Regions from separate parts of the Mus musculus genome. Here region 2 is linked to region 1. The links are chromatin contacts, called in public Hi-C maps. All regions are on one chromosome and are shown on one strand. The core of a region is the stretch at or near the end of the contact, and the rest is flanking DNA. Distances in the headings are between cores, read along the strand shown.

Region 1 (7,873 bases), core at 3,548-6,047:
ACTGCATTCTGAGCCGCAGTGGCTTTCCTCACACTCTTACCCTTCATGTTCATGGTGGGAAGTGAGGCCAATCTTCAGAGCCGCTGTGGCAGCCTGCAGAGCAGGCCCTAATGACCTTCACTTCCGGATGTCCACACCCCTTACACTGTACAGCGGCTGGTCTGTGAGACCATGCTGCATAGGCATGCCACTTTTGAGGTTAAGTGACATTTGTCAGGAGAGGTTCATATGACAAGGATCTGGTGCTTTGTTATAAAAGTCACATGAGTAATGGGGTGGATTTTGTAGTCTTTCAGGTGACCGTAGCCACTGGTGACAGTTAGACTGCCAGCTCTTGACCCAGGAACTGTGACAAACAGGTGCTGTAACCCCCTATATTTTGAGAGAATTTGTCACTAGGCAAGAGATAACTGTATAGCCGCTAGATATATAGCAAAAGAATAAAAGCATGTGGTCAAAGGAGACCAGGGTCAGGCAGGGTCCTGAGGCTGTTTGTCTGGAGAGTGGAGGCAGAGTGCAGGAGCTCAATCCAGAGAGGCCCAAGGGCTACATATAGGAATGGACCCTGGGAGTCCATTAGCCACCTTAGTTAGAAAGGACAGCGTAAGGCACACAAATCCAGAGCAGTAGGGGAGGGATCCTGGGAGCTCAACAGAAGACAGAACATCCTCTGACATCAGTGGAGCAAGACTCAGAATGGCAGGCTGAATTCCACATTCAAGTTCATTAGCTATGGCTTTCTTTCTCGCTTTATCCTCTCAGCAGACTGTTGGTCTGGAGTGCCTCCTGTAGCATTTGTAGCTGCCATAGTAACAGCATCTTCCAGACTACCCAGCTGTGGGCCAAACATGACCATCCAGATTCTCTCCACAACAGGAGCCTTGATACCTAGAGGCTGCCATGAAAACAGAGACCTAGGAATCACTGAGTGCAGTGTAGGTGTGTGGGTTGGGATCTGCCAGCCTAAAGCCGGTGTTCCCCCACAGGCTGACAACCCTGAGCTGTCCAGAGTAAAACAGTTTCCAGTGTAATTTTTCAATCCTCAATCCCCCAAACCAGGAGCTCTGGATGGCTTATGGAAGAACAGAATCACAGAGAACCCCAAGCATAGAGAAGCAGCCCTGCTGCACATAACCATCTCTTAACTCAAGACTCTCAAACCGGGCTGGAGAGATGGCTTAGTGGTTAAGAGCACTGACTGCTCTTCCAGGGGTCCTGAGTTCAGTTCCATATGGTGGCTCACAACCATCTGTAATGGGATCTGATGCCCTCTTCTGGTGTGTCTGAAGAGAGCAATGGCGTACTCATATACATAAAATAAATAAATAAGTCTTTAAAAAAAACAACAACCAAAAGTCCAATTTATTTAAAAAGAAAAGAGTTTCAAACCACATAGAATAATACAGAGAATAGGCCTATCTCTTTCATAACTATGGAAGCCAAAAATCTAAATAAAATATTAGCCAAGAGAATTTAGCAATATAGTGAAAAACTAAGATGCCATCAAGAATGTATGGATGGAGCTGGGTGGTGGTGGCACACGCCTTTAATCCCAGAACTCTGGAGGCAGAGGCAGGCGGATTTCTGAGTTCGAGGCCAGCCTGGTCTACAAAGTGAGTTCCAGGCCAGCCAGGGCTATACAGAGAAACCCTGTCTGGAAAAAAACAAAAACAAAAAAAGTATGGATGGATTAACAATTCAAGACTGGAACTCATTATATTAGCATCCATCCATAGCAAAGCAAATGCTTCCTAACTCTACAAATATTTCTCTGTGAGAGCTGAGAGCTCCCATCATACTTACCGATGTCATGTTAGGAGCGAAAGACCCAGTTAGTGATGCCTGTCATTACGGAAGTGGTATACAGTTCAATGTGGGTAAGCTTAGTCAGCAGAGAAATGGAAAAAATTAGATAAAGACTAGGTGAGAATATGAATGGTCATTGCTTTTGGACTCTGTGGTTATTCATACAAGAAATCTAAACACACCTCCAGCCTTATTAAAACTAGGAGTAAAACATTATTATACAAAAATTAAAGTGACTGTATTAAGTTATAAATTTGAAAACGTAATTTATTTTATCTATATAACCTTGATCAGACCTATCCAAGTGTGGTGGTACATGCTTTAGATCCCAGCACTCAGGAGGCTGGAAGATCTCTGTGACTTTGAACCCAGCCTGATCTACTTGGTGATAACCTTGTCTTTAAATATATATATGGTCTTTATTTGGAGAAATATGGGAGGTGACTTTTCCAGAGATACCAGTAAATTAAAAGCAGTTCAATTGTAGTGATGCCAAATCCGAGAGATGTTGATCATCAGTGATTTCTATGTTTTCTTTTTGTAGAATACATTATGGGACAAGTGGTATAGTTTAGCAGTACAGAGAGTGTTTAGTTTGTACTGTCCTGGATTCAGTCTTTAGTACCACAAAGACAAACATCCATACTCATTGTATTTTTCTGACTGTAAGTCCAATATCCACATATTGTAGAAAATAAATAAAATTCAGAAGAACATTAAGAAGCAATAAGTGGAGGCTGGAGAGATGGCTGTTCTTCCAGAGGACCAGGGTTCTATTCCCAGCTCCACATGGTAGCTAAGAATGCCGTCTATAAGGTCAATTCCAAGGGATGCACCACCATCTTCTGGCCTGCACAGGCATTGAAAGTAGCACAGGCAGCATCTTACATACATTGCAAGCAAAATATATAAATTTTTAAATACACATAATTTTTGAGAAAATCTTTTGCAAAAGTTACTAACATTTGTATCCTGTTGCCTTGGAATACCATGTTCAATGGTTTAGTCATCAAAGTTTTTGTCTATGTGTACTCCTTTAAAAAAAAAATCAATGTTAGTAGGGGCTGCCGGGGGGTGGGGGGGGAATGGGAGGGTGGGTGAGGAAGTGGTGGCGCACGCCTTTAATTCCAGCACTTGGGAGGCAGAGGCAGTCGGATCTCTGAGTTTGAGGCCAGCCTGGTCTACAGAGTGAGTTCCAGCACAGCGAGGCTACACAGAGAAGACTTGTCTCAAAACAAACAAAAAAATAGGGAAAAAAAAATCAACATTGGGGTACTGTATGTATTAAAATCAACATTGGGGTGCTGTATGTATTAAAATCAACATTAGGGTACTGTATGTATTAAAATCAACATTGGGGTACTGTATGTATTAAAATCAACATTGGGGTCCTGTATGTATGATTTTGTGTCCTGATTTGCAGGAGCATATTCCCATATTCTTTTTAAAAAGATTTATTTATTATTATACATAAGTACACTTTAGCTGACTTCAGACATACCGGAAGAGGGCATCAGATCCCATTACAGATGGTTGTGAGCCACCATGTGGTTTCTGGGATTTGAACTCAGGACCTTCGGAAGAGCAGTCAGTGCTCTTACCCGCTGAGCCATTTCTCCAGCCCTATTCCCATATTCTTAATTAGTTTGTATCCTTGCTTAGATGTCAATGTAGCCGTCCATTGTGTTGAAGTCCACATTGCTTATTTAACCTATCAATTTGATTTTTGGAGAAAAAATAGAATATTAGATGATGATCATACATATAAAAACTAGATTTCAGAACCACCTCACAAACATGCAGATGTGTAAACCAGGTAAGTTTCTGTTTTGTTCTTTTGAGAAAGGGTCTCGTTATGTAGCCTCATCTGTCCTAGAGACTAGCTATGTGGGCCAGGCTAACCTAGAGCTCACAAGAGACCCACATGCCACTGCCTCTAAGTGCTGGCATTAAGGATGTGCACTACTTTTACTATGCCTGGCCCAGGTGAGTTTCTAAGGCCAGTGGCTTTTCACCCATGTAGAAGTGGATTGAGATCTGGCTAGCTAGAAGTGGTGGCTTTTGCATCTTGTCTATGCATGGAATCCAATTAGCCCTGCAGCCTTGATGTCCTTCCTGAAGGGACATTACCCTTGCCAGTCCCATCCAGACTAAGATCCTCAGAGGTATTACACAGGATGACGTTAGTTAGCTCTGCCCTTCTAACTGGCTGCTCTTCTCTGCCTAAAAGGCTGGATCGGTGGTCCCTCTAAGCCATTACTTTACAGAATGGCCTGCCTTAATATATAAGGCCAGGAGTCTTATATATTAATACATTAATAATATTAACTACATTATTATGTATATATTAATATAATATAATTACATCAATATTAATAACATTAAATGTATACTAATATTTTATATATATCAGATCGTCACATCTTCCCTTATTCTCCAAGGCAGCCTTCTTTTTTTTGTTGTTGTTTTTTCAAGACAGGGTTTCTCTGTGTAGCCTTGGCTGTCCTGGAACTCACTTTGTAGACCAGGCTGGCCTCGAACTCAGAAATCCACCTGCCTCTGCCTCCGGAGTTCTGGCGTATGCCACCAAGCCCGGCCAAGGCAGCCTTCTTATTGGACCGCTCTCACCAGGATTCGAACTTGTCTTGTGTGTGTCTACTGGCTGCTTTTTTGAGTCTTGAGACGCGCCTCGGTCTGGGTGGCTGCTCTTCTCTCTAAGCCCTGCATGCGATGAGGTCTATCGACTTAGTGAAAACAGCTGAGGAGAAACAGTTGCGGAGAAGGAGTCCTGGGCAAGCAGGGAAGAGACTGCTGGCGGCCAGGAGGAGAGGCTGAAAGCGGAGGGGGAGTTAGGGGCGTGGCCTGGGCGGAGCTCCGCGCGGGAGTCCTGGGCGGGGCGGGGATAGGAACGGGACGGAGGCGGGGCTTCGGGACTGCTGCAGAGCCCGCCTGACCACGCCGCCCCGGCAGCGCCCAGAGTGCCCGCGGCGATCCGGCTTCCCGGCCTTCGCCCCGCGCCGCCGATAGGGGGCGTCCGCGTTCTCGGCGCCGCGACTCTGCTGAGAAGGCGCCGCCCGCGCCGGGCAGCTGGAGCCGCAACTCCGGGCTCCGGCTCACTCGTCCCCTCTGCCGCCGCCGCCGCCGCCGCCGCCACCGCCGCCGCTGCCGCCGCGGGGCGCGGGCTCGCTCGTCCCCGCGCTCGCGCTCTCGGGCCGCCGGCGTCTCCCGGCCGGGTCGCCTCCGCGCTCGTGCAGTGAGTGGGGCGCGAGCGGGGCCTGCGGGCCGGGGCTGCGGGAAGTCGGGCTGAGGAGAACGGCGGGTGGCGGCCGCGCGTCCCCGGGCTGGCACGAGCCCGCGGCGGGGCCTGGGCGGGGAAATCGGGGACGCGCGGCCGCCTCGGGCTTTGGGCTCCGGCTCGGGTTCGGGGCTCGGTGCGCGTGGCCGGCCGGGCTTGGCTTGCGGGAGACCGCGGAGTAGGGACCAGCGGGCTCTGCGGGGCAAAGGGTTGGTGTTTTGGGGAGTGGTGTTTATTAGCCGCCACTGCCCTAGTTTAAAGCTCTGCTTTTTGGGTTTTGTGCACAAATTGCAGCTTTTTACCGGAATTTTGGGATGTCACGGCGATTTAGTGCTGGGTGTTAAGAGGTGATCCTTGGCGAGGTCGTGGGGAGCCCCTGCAGCACCTGCTGGGCGATGGCAGCGGAGGCTGTGTCTGGGGGTGGGACGGGGAAACGAAACGTGACTGAGATCCTGTTTGGATATTCTGCTGAAGTTGTCATGTTTCTGTTCTGTACACCAGTACATACAGCAAGTTGATAAACCTGGTTTCAGGATTTCGTGATGCAGACAAATAGACCGATGTGACCTGGTTTAGCTAAGAATGTCTGGGATAGCCCAAACAACCTGCTCCAATGTACCCCCCTTGGCAGGCTCATCTTTTTCGCTGTTGCAGATATTCTAGTATGGGAATAATGGTGGGGTATTACAGGCCCAAAGCCAGAAGTGTTTCAAAAGAGTAAAGATCTAAGTAGGTAGGGTGGGAGAATCACCCTTTGGATGAAAACCAGGAGCCCACACGGATTCTTAGTTTTTTGTAATACCGTAGGTAGAAAGATGGCCATAGAATTTGAAAATTTTTAAAGTGTATTTTAGCTGAAGCAATAGCGTGGAAAGCAGTCTTATGGTCACTCCTATGATCCATCGTCGCATCCTGGATTTTAATAGTTGGGGTCTATTTTAAACGGAACACGTATGTGTGTCTTCTGCTTTATCTTGAGACAACCCTGAGTCATGCTTTCTAGAAGTCCCGAGAGCTCACGTGTCTGTTTGTCTCTGCGAACGCTGGACATCATTTTACCTTTAGTTTTTCTCACGGCAACTGCGGTGGGATCTCCGGGAAAGGAGGGCCAGGGACGGGACAGAGTGGGAACACAGATTGGTCCTAACCTGCATGTTCGCCCACCGTGTCTGACTTACCTATTTAAATTTTGGTGATGCTGCGAGTAGTAAAGGGCGGTCTACTCAGGTTCTCACAGCCCTCTGCTGGCATGCTGCACGTGAATCCAGAGCGCCACTCCTCACTGCCCTGTCGGCCAGTTTTACCTCCATTGTGTTTAAACGGTGTGGTTACTTTTGGGAAGGTCATAATACCCATTTTGGTGGAAACTGAGGGAAAGTAGAATTTTATGATTTGTGACTCTGACAGCACTTAAGCTGGAGAGTATATATTCTTCTGGTTTGATACTGTCAGAAGATTCATAATTTCTTGTAGGACTTTCTCCCTTTTTGCCTACATTTCCTTTCTTCTAGCCCACGAGGTTGAGAGAGGGGTTTAGTTAGTGGTAATTTAGCTTTATAATCCCATTATCCTTGTGCGCTCGCTACTTGTGCTGGCCTGTATGTGGATGTTAACTCCGAAGACGCCAGGAGATGCCACTGAACCAATTACTATAAAAAGTATTTCACTTTCAAACTCCCACGTTCCCAAGAACAGAGAAACTCAGTACAAAGGCAGCTTGGAAGGTAAGTATAGGTGGAGAGAGAAAATTTACCGGTCTTCATTTTGGGATGGCAGACACAAAGGTTTCAGTAGAAAAGCACTTGGAAGGGCTACCCAGAAAGCGTGGGAAGGCAGTGACTACAGTTGTATCATTACATTTTCTAATCCGAGGTTAGCATTACGGCATATAGACTGTTACAGGGGAGGAGGACTTTTGCTCTGGAGCGTCTTACTCAATAGCAGAAGTAAGTCTAGAATGTTTGTGCTGTCTTATCATAACCCCCACTGTAGCTTTGCTGTGGTAAGGAGGGTTCTCACAGGTTAAGTTGTTAACTTCCTGGAGTGTGCATTCTTCAGATTTGCTAGGGTCAGTAAATTAGTAACTTCTTTTCAGGCTTCTAGAAATTCTTCAGAATATGTTTTTCTTAACTACCTGCTAACATACTATCAGATTTTACACATTAGTTACAATGACCTTTGAAGTTCAAGCAAGCATGATAGTCTTTAGGACCATAATTTTTTTTTTTTTTTGAATCAAAGGTCAGGTATTTTCAGGTAAACCGATTTTACAAGTCAGAAAGCCTTTCTTTGAACTTTATAGTCGTTGGTTGTAGCCATGACTCTAAGAAAGATCTTTCGTAAGGGAAAGTCACTTAAAGGAATCTTATGAGGAAACATTTCACCTTGGCCTGCTTGATGCCCCCTTGGAGGCCTTCTGTCGCCTGGCTTGTTCTCATTAAGCCCTCCACTGGAGGAGGTTGTGCCGGATGGGAGAGAAGATGAAAGGGAAATGAATTGTTAGCGTCCCTGGAGAACGATGAGGTGGAAGAAGCTGAAGCTACTTCTGGGTTGTGTTTATTGTATCCACCCCTGAGATGTTCTTGGCAGGCATCAGTTCAGAGTCCGGCTGTTGGATAGGCTAGAATCTTGCCCCTCTTGTCTCTCTAGTTGCGTCTCTGTTTATGTTTACAAGGAACACATACCAATTTTAAATCAATCAAGACTACTCCCATTTTGACTTTATTGGTGATCAATTTAGTACAATATTTTAAATAGATTTTGCTAGCTTAT
Region 2 (7,032 bases), core at 4,136-6,635, about 12 Mb after region 1:
GATGGCTAGGAATCCATCAGGGAGCAGCTGAAGATCAGCCTAGGGTCCAGGATCCCAGGATACTCTGTTGCAAATAACCTCCCACACAGTTGCTACCAAGCCAGAGCAGGAAACACAAAGAACCCGCTAAAGGCCCCAAACATGAGCAAGGCTGAGGTCACAAGGCCTACATTCCCATATATTCCATCATGGAAAGAAACCACAGGGCTGCTTGCTTTGTTCTTTCAAATAAAACTGAGAGTGTTTTTATGAAAATGGGAAAGTGACAATGCTTTAGATTAGAAAATGCAACTAGAGCTGGTCTTTAGAAAGACCAGCTTGAAAAAAATATTTTAAAAGTAATGAATAAACTTACTGCCAAAAATGGCTCCCCAGATCTTGATATAAGAACACTCTTATACTGTTACAATTTTTCTATCAACCTAAACTTTTAAAAAGTAGTAAAATTTGAATCAGATTCTAAAATATAGTTCAGAAAGTTAGCCAGAGGACATGCAGCTGAGAACAGGGGGTGGCACCGCCCTATACTAGAAGAAGGTGACAAGAGCTGAAGCCTACAGGGCGGCAGCAGCAGAAACACAGGTGACACAGCAGACTCAGACAAAGACTAATGGTAACGGGATGGGTGGGGCAGAGAAGCTATACATATCAGACAGGTTTCAAGAGCACACATCTAGGACCTGAAAGTGACAGGCACCGTGAAGGAAAGTCACAAACCCAAGGATGGAAGTGAAGCGGGGTGCTCAGCCTGAAGCTGAGGTGTCTGATGAAAGGAAGCAGTGCAATGAGGCACCTCTTCCACTGGCACCAACTTCAAACGCTTCAGATAACAGAAGACTGTCCATAGCTGAGGAAGATTAAACACTACACATACATATTGGCCTACACTGTCTTAATGTGCACTGGCACTAGACACACCAGTATGTTTCTATCTCCTGTGAAATAGCTGCTGCAACCAATACTCCAAACCCCAAGGGCTCTGATGTTGGCAGCAGTGTCAATGGCTTAGTTGCAGTGGAAGCTGGCAAATTAACCAAGTAACGTTCCTTTGTTAAGGAATTCTATTAACCTTTTTCAGAAAACAACTTCCAAATTCTAAAAAATAATGAAAGCATCAGAAACAAAGCAGGTCCACTTTTTGTAATAAAATAAACCAAGAGCAAAATACAAGATAAGAAACCTCTTCCCACCGCCTTCTTTCTCATCTAAAAACTATCCACAACAGTGAACTAAAGATGAGCTGGAGTGAGTGCTGTCTCAGCGGTTAAAGCCCTGGCAAAGGACCTAGATTAGATTCCCAGTACCCACATGGTAGTTCACATTTGTAACTCTAGCTCCCGCAGATCTGATATCCTTTCCTGGCTTCTGAATACAGTAGGAATGCATATAATACATATACAATTAAAAATAAAAATCTTTTAAGAAGCCCCATAAGCCAACACCCACCCTATATCCTGCACAAAACATACCGTTATCTCCATATTCAAGTCTAACAGCTAAACCAAGAAGCCAGTCAATCGCTTCTTGCCGATCCTGAATCTTGAAAGGACAGTTAACATCTTTGAGATACTGTGAAGGGAAAGAGGGGGAAAAAAAATCTATTTCATTATCATAGAGCCACAGAACACAGAACAGCAGACCGACAGAGGCCTCAGTTTGGAGCTTTAAGAATTTCTTCCAGGCCTGCCTTGAATCCCAGATATCCAGGACTGGCCTGGAACTCCTGATTCTCTCCCCTCCACCTTCCTGGTGCCAGGATCTCAGTGTGCGCCACCACATCGATCATTATTAAACCTTTGATGTCATTATACAGGTCAGAAAAAAAAATGCTTAGAAGAAAACAATAAAATAATCCTTTTTAAAATATTTGTAACTGGAGATCCCAGGTAGGACAAGATACAAGAATAATCTCATTTAGACAACGAAACTACAACCTACAAAAATCTGATACTTAACACTGGCCATACCACTTAGATCTGGGACCAGAACCTTAGCTTTGACTCCAGGTCCCAATGCACAGGGCAATTAGATAAAAAGTGCAACTTTTAAAAGAAGGACAATTCAATTAATTACTGGAATTTTATCATTCATATGCAAATGTCATATACAAATGCATAACAGAGCAAGCCATGGAACTTGTGTGTCAGCTACAGCCAAGTCCTTTAGGCAAATAAGCTGATCCTTCAGTCTCTCGGGAGCTGAAAGTTGACCCTAACAAAAAACCTTTCAGTGAAAACTTCAGGGATAATTTATAAATTAATATGTTTTAGTAAAAATTCATTTTCTAACCAAAAATTTTATTCCTTTAATGAAACAAACAAGTCTCATTCATTAGATTTGGCCACGATCAAAAGCCACTTTGTGAGTACTGAATGCAAGTTAATAACTTAAAATCTATATTAATTACCAAATAGATGTTTCCTAAGATACCTTAAACAACATTTCTAATAGTATTTGGGTGACTTATGATTTTTTAAAAATATTTATTTATTTTATGTAAGTACACTGTAGCTGTCTTCAGACACTCCAGAAGAGGGCATCAGATTTCGTTATGGATGGCTGTGAGCCACCATGTGGTTGCTGGGATTTGAACTCAGGACCTTTGGAAGAGCAGTCGGCACTCTTAACCGCTGAGCCAACTCACCAGCCCGATTTATGATTATTTTACTATCTGTCAGGATCTTTTAAACAAGCAAGTGTCTCTAATCTCTGCATACTTTTTCATTTACAAGTGAACCAACAGAAAACACTAGCACTATATTTTAAGATCTTTAAAAGCCCACTGAAAACTGAAAAAAAAGTTTAAGGGTAAATAAAGATAAACCACTACAAGTAGTTGCAGTGGCAAGAAGCATTAGGCCTTGGTATGGGTAAACATTTATGGGAGAGGCCTATCAGGTATGTGGCTTGTGAACAAGAACAGAGACAGCTGCAGTGGTGGTGGCACATGCCTTTAATCCCAGCACTCCGGAGGCAGAGGCAGGCAGATTTCTGAGTTCAAGGCCAGCCTGGTCTACAGAGTGAGCGCCAGGACAGCCAGGACTACACAGAAAAACCCTGTCTCAAAAAACCAAAACACAAACACACACACACATACAAACAGAACAGAGACAGCTGCCACTGTCATTCCCATTTGTTGATGACACTGTAATGACATAATGTGGTTTTTTTTTATAGAGTTTGGAAACAATTACTCCTGAAAGAATATTACTAAAATTAAAATAAATCAATGTGAAACAATTCTAGTCACAAGATCATCCACAGAGCGCTTTTAGGGGGCATCTGTACCTCACCTACAAGAATAAACATGACAGTTTCAAGTTTCAGGCATGGAAATGATGCTCTTAATGAGTATGTGCTAGTTTGAATGAGAATGGCCCCCATGGCTCATAGATTTGAATGTTTGGTTCACAGTGGGTGGAACTGTTTGGGAAGGATTAGGAGGTGTGGCCTTGCTGGTGGAGGTGTGTCACTGACGGTGAGCTTCGAGGTTTCAAAAGCCATGCCCACCCCACATCTTTTCCCTTCCCACAATTCCCAGTGAGCTCTCTGAGTCCTCCTTGAAGATAAGGATGCGAGTTCTCAGCTATGGCTCCGGTGCTCTGCCTGCCTGGTGCCACACTCCACACATGATGGTCATTGATTCACCCTCTGAAACTGTAGGGAAATCTCAGGGTAAATGCTCTCTGTTAGAAGCTGCTTTAGCCATGGTATCTCTTCACAGAATAGAAATGTAACTAAGACAAGGACTCAAAAGTATATTGCTGCATTTTCGTATCTAATGTAACTAAAGCTCCAAGAGACGTGCTGTGCTCTTCTGGCCTCTGCGGATACCCGACATACATATAAACACATACACACACATACATACATACATACAAATTATGTAGACAATCCTATTAAGGAATGCCGTGACATTTAGAAAATGATGTTTAATCCAAATACTGACAGCTCGGTTGGAGATAATATAATTTGCTTTAAAAATCAAAACAACAGAGTTTGAATCCATGGAGTTAGCTTTACTCACACTGATCACTATTATATCTTAAAAGAACATAGGAATTTTCAACTCAACATACAACGTTTACAAAAGTTCTCTGTGCTTCCTTCTACTTCCTGATTCATTACCTTTTCAAAGAACTTGGGCCAGTCACTGCTGTGGATGTTTCTCAAGTTACCTCTGTCTTCAATCTTGTAGTGTCTGATTTTCTGGTCTTCAAGCCAAACGATAAAGTTTCTAAATTCTGTTTCATCTGCAACGAAACATCATATATCAAGTCACTAAAAGCCTTTGTGATCCTTGGTGGCTTTCTAACCTGCAAACACTACATTAACTGACCCCGAGGGAAGTCAGCAAGAGCTCAAAGTTCAGACTGCAGAGCCATAGATACCTGGCTCACTGCAATAGACTCAAATTCTGGATGAGCCTCAGAAAACCGGATACACTTTCTAAGCTTCAGATTCTTCAGATACAAGATGAGGAAAACGGGACTTACTTCGTGGGGATGTTTTGAGTATTGAATGAATTAAACATGCAGGGCACAGTGTTTCCTATGTTTTATTAGAACTCTGGTTCCTTTAGAGTTTAAGGGGCATTGGGCAGGTAAAAACTTTGAAGCAAGCCAATAGAATAAAATAAACTAGAAATAAACGATTAAAGCACCCTGAATACAAATATTAAAAACTGAAAGCTAGGGGACAGTGTACAGTTACCGGGACGCACCTGCTTCCTTAGATCCAACCCCTCCAAACACCAAAACCCAAAACCCTCAGGAAAGATCCTCATTTTACTCGTCAGAAAACTGAGGTCTCAACCCCCAATTTCGGCTCTACCGCCACCCAGCAATCTTGAGCCAAGTAAAAGCCAAGTAAAAACCAGGACTGACCCTGATATGCTTCTGGAGACCAAACGCTGCCACCCCGCTTCTACCGGTGCGTCCTGCACAGCGGAATGAGGCCCTGGTCCCCGCCTCACTCTCAGTTTCCCACTGGCCCGCAGGACTGGAATATCTTTTTTTCTGAACGGTTCCACTTCCCTGGCAGCCGGCCACGAACTTTCTGCGCGCCCCGAAGGGCATCCCCGGTCCCCTCCCCTACCCCGCAGGTGCCCGCCGAGCCGCCCGGGGGCCGGGAAGCCTGCCGAGCGCCTCAGGGCAGCGGCTGCCGGGTCTGGGTCCGGGTCCGGGCGGGCTGGGGAGGCGCCGTCGCCGAACCCCGCGGCCGCCACCCACCTTTGCAGTTGAAGCCTGAGGGGTTGTGGTAATCCAGGGCCGTGAGCTTGCGTCGGAACATGGTCCCCGCTGCTCGCGCTGGCCGCCCGGGCCTCCGCCGGGACAGGAGAAGCGAGGTGAGGCGGGCAGCGCAGGCACCGGCGACGCGGCGAAGGGGCGGGGCGGTGACCGACGCTCCGACGGACGGCGGACGGAGCCAATCGCGGCTTAGGAACGCCCGCAGCCCGCAAGCGCTGGCCAATCATCGCTGCTGCTTAGGAGGCGGGGCCACGTCGGTGCACGTCGACGCTCAAATAAACTTTATTGTCAGCTTCCTAGTTGTACAATGGACCGAAAGCAGGTCTGAAGCTGCGATTCGTGGATCTAACTCCTTTTCTTGCAACAGTAGGCAAAACCAAAACCCAAAACCAAAACCAAAAAAAAAAAAAAAAAAAAAATGTCTGTACGCTTTCTCGAGTCGGCTATAGCTCTTATTGGCTCAGAGTTGCTGTTTAATATCTTGAGCGTATTAATTGCTCGTCTTTGAACGCTGGTAATACAAAGATCGAAAAGAAAGGTCCCTGCAGGATATTCTTTCGGACTAATTGGAGTGATGTGGAGATTAGATACAACCCCCATGCCATATTTCAGTTTGTCCCCAAACAGTGAAGTCAGAAACCGGGAACCTGCGTTTCCTTCTCCTCAAACCTCTCAGTCACTACCTTCAGTGGGCCACTAAGTCCTGCCATCTCTTCTCTCTCATCCTTTCTTGCCTTTCCTGATGTATTTTCCCCACTCTGTAACGCGACTGATAATCTAAAGCGCCCATTTAAAACTTTCTTCTTATCTTTTAGCAAAGCTGTCGGTGCTTATGATCTAAGTTGCATGCTTCCAGGTTTTTGGCCTCTTATCCAAATATGCAAAAGCAAAATAGTTTTATTTGAAGCAATGCTATAGTGCAAAGTTACAGAATGACAGCAGGCAACGCGAGCAAAAGTACCAAGTACCTCAGGCTACAGCCTGGGTCTCTTCACCGGTCAAGAAAAAGGAGGCGCTGGTTACTAATGTGAATGATCCTTTATTTCAATTGATAGATCAGGTTATACGATCATTTCAATACTGCTCACGTCCCTTCCAATAATGCATCTGGCTTTAATCACATGCACAGGCATATGAGAGTAAATAAGAGATTCTTCTTAAAAGCTTATTAGAGGACATAGTTTCCCCTTAATTGTGCCTATACCCCAAGCAAGTTCAGGCCATCTTGACCCTTCTAATCTTTATACCCCATACATTGGGAATATACTTGAATAAAAACTGTGTAGGTGTGATTGGTACTAGGGGTGAAGAAACATTATTATTTAGAGGTAGAAGTATATATAATCTGGGGAGGTTAAGGGAGTTCCGAGGTGCCAGGTAAATTGTTTGGAGAATTTTTGGTTGTGTGTGTGTGTGTGTGTATGTGTGTGTGTGTGTGTGTGTGACTTACCAATGAAGGAACAAGGCTGCCAAGAGCATCATTGTAAGAGGGGCTATGTGAATAACCAGAAACAAATTGGGGTTCCAAGCTATCCTCTCTCCCATGCTTGCCTGCCTCAGGAACTGCCTGCTGTGCTCTAGAGACAATCAAATGCTCCTACTGGATTTAAGACCCTTCCCATTCCGTTACAAATTGTTTTCCAGATACAGGCGAGCAGTGATGAGCAGGACAGACTGGCTGTCTACTTTGATTCCATTTAAAAGACCAAAAAGGGAGGGTGGGAGGGACAAAAGAGAGAAACAGTGGCTTGGAGATAGTGAGGAGTTCACTCGCAGTCAAAAT

Evidence for each region. A called contact is a pair of places that touch in the nucleus more often than the background predicts.
Region 2: a contact with region 1 is called in a Hi-C map of B cells, with 6 read pairs. The contact joins the promoter of Rtraf here to the promoter of Kctd6 in region 1. A contact is called at or near these places in 1 of 39 promoter capture datasets (pre-B cells) and 1 of 484 Hi-C or Micro-C datasets (B cells).

Annotation. Positions count from the first base shown.
Region 1 is chr14:8,209,284-8,217,156 of GRCm38.p6, forward strand. Kctd6 (potassium channel tetramerisation domain containing 6) reads left to right here and starts at 4,798. Exons shown (of 3, transcript NM_027782.3): 1 at 4,798-5,059.
Region 2 is chr14:19,818,438-19,825,469 of GRCm38.p6, forward strand. Rtraf (RNA transcription, translation and transport factor) reads right to left here and starts at 5,386. Exons shown (of 8, transcript NM_026528.3): 1 at 5,232-5,386; 2 at 4,129-4,253; 3 at 1,470-1,569. The coding sequence starts at 5,292.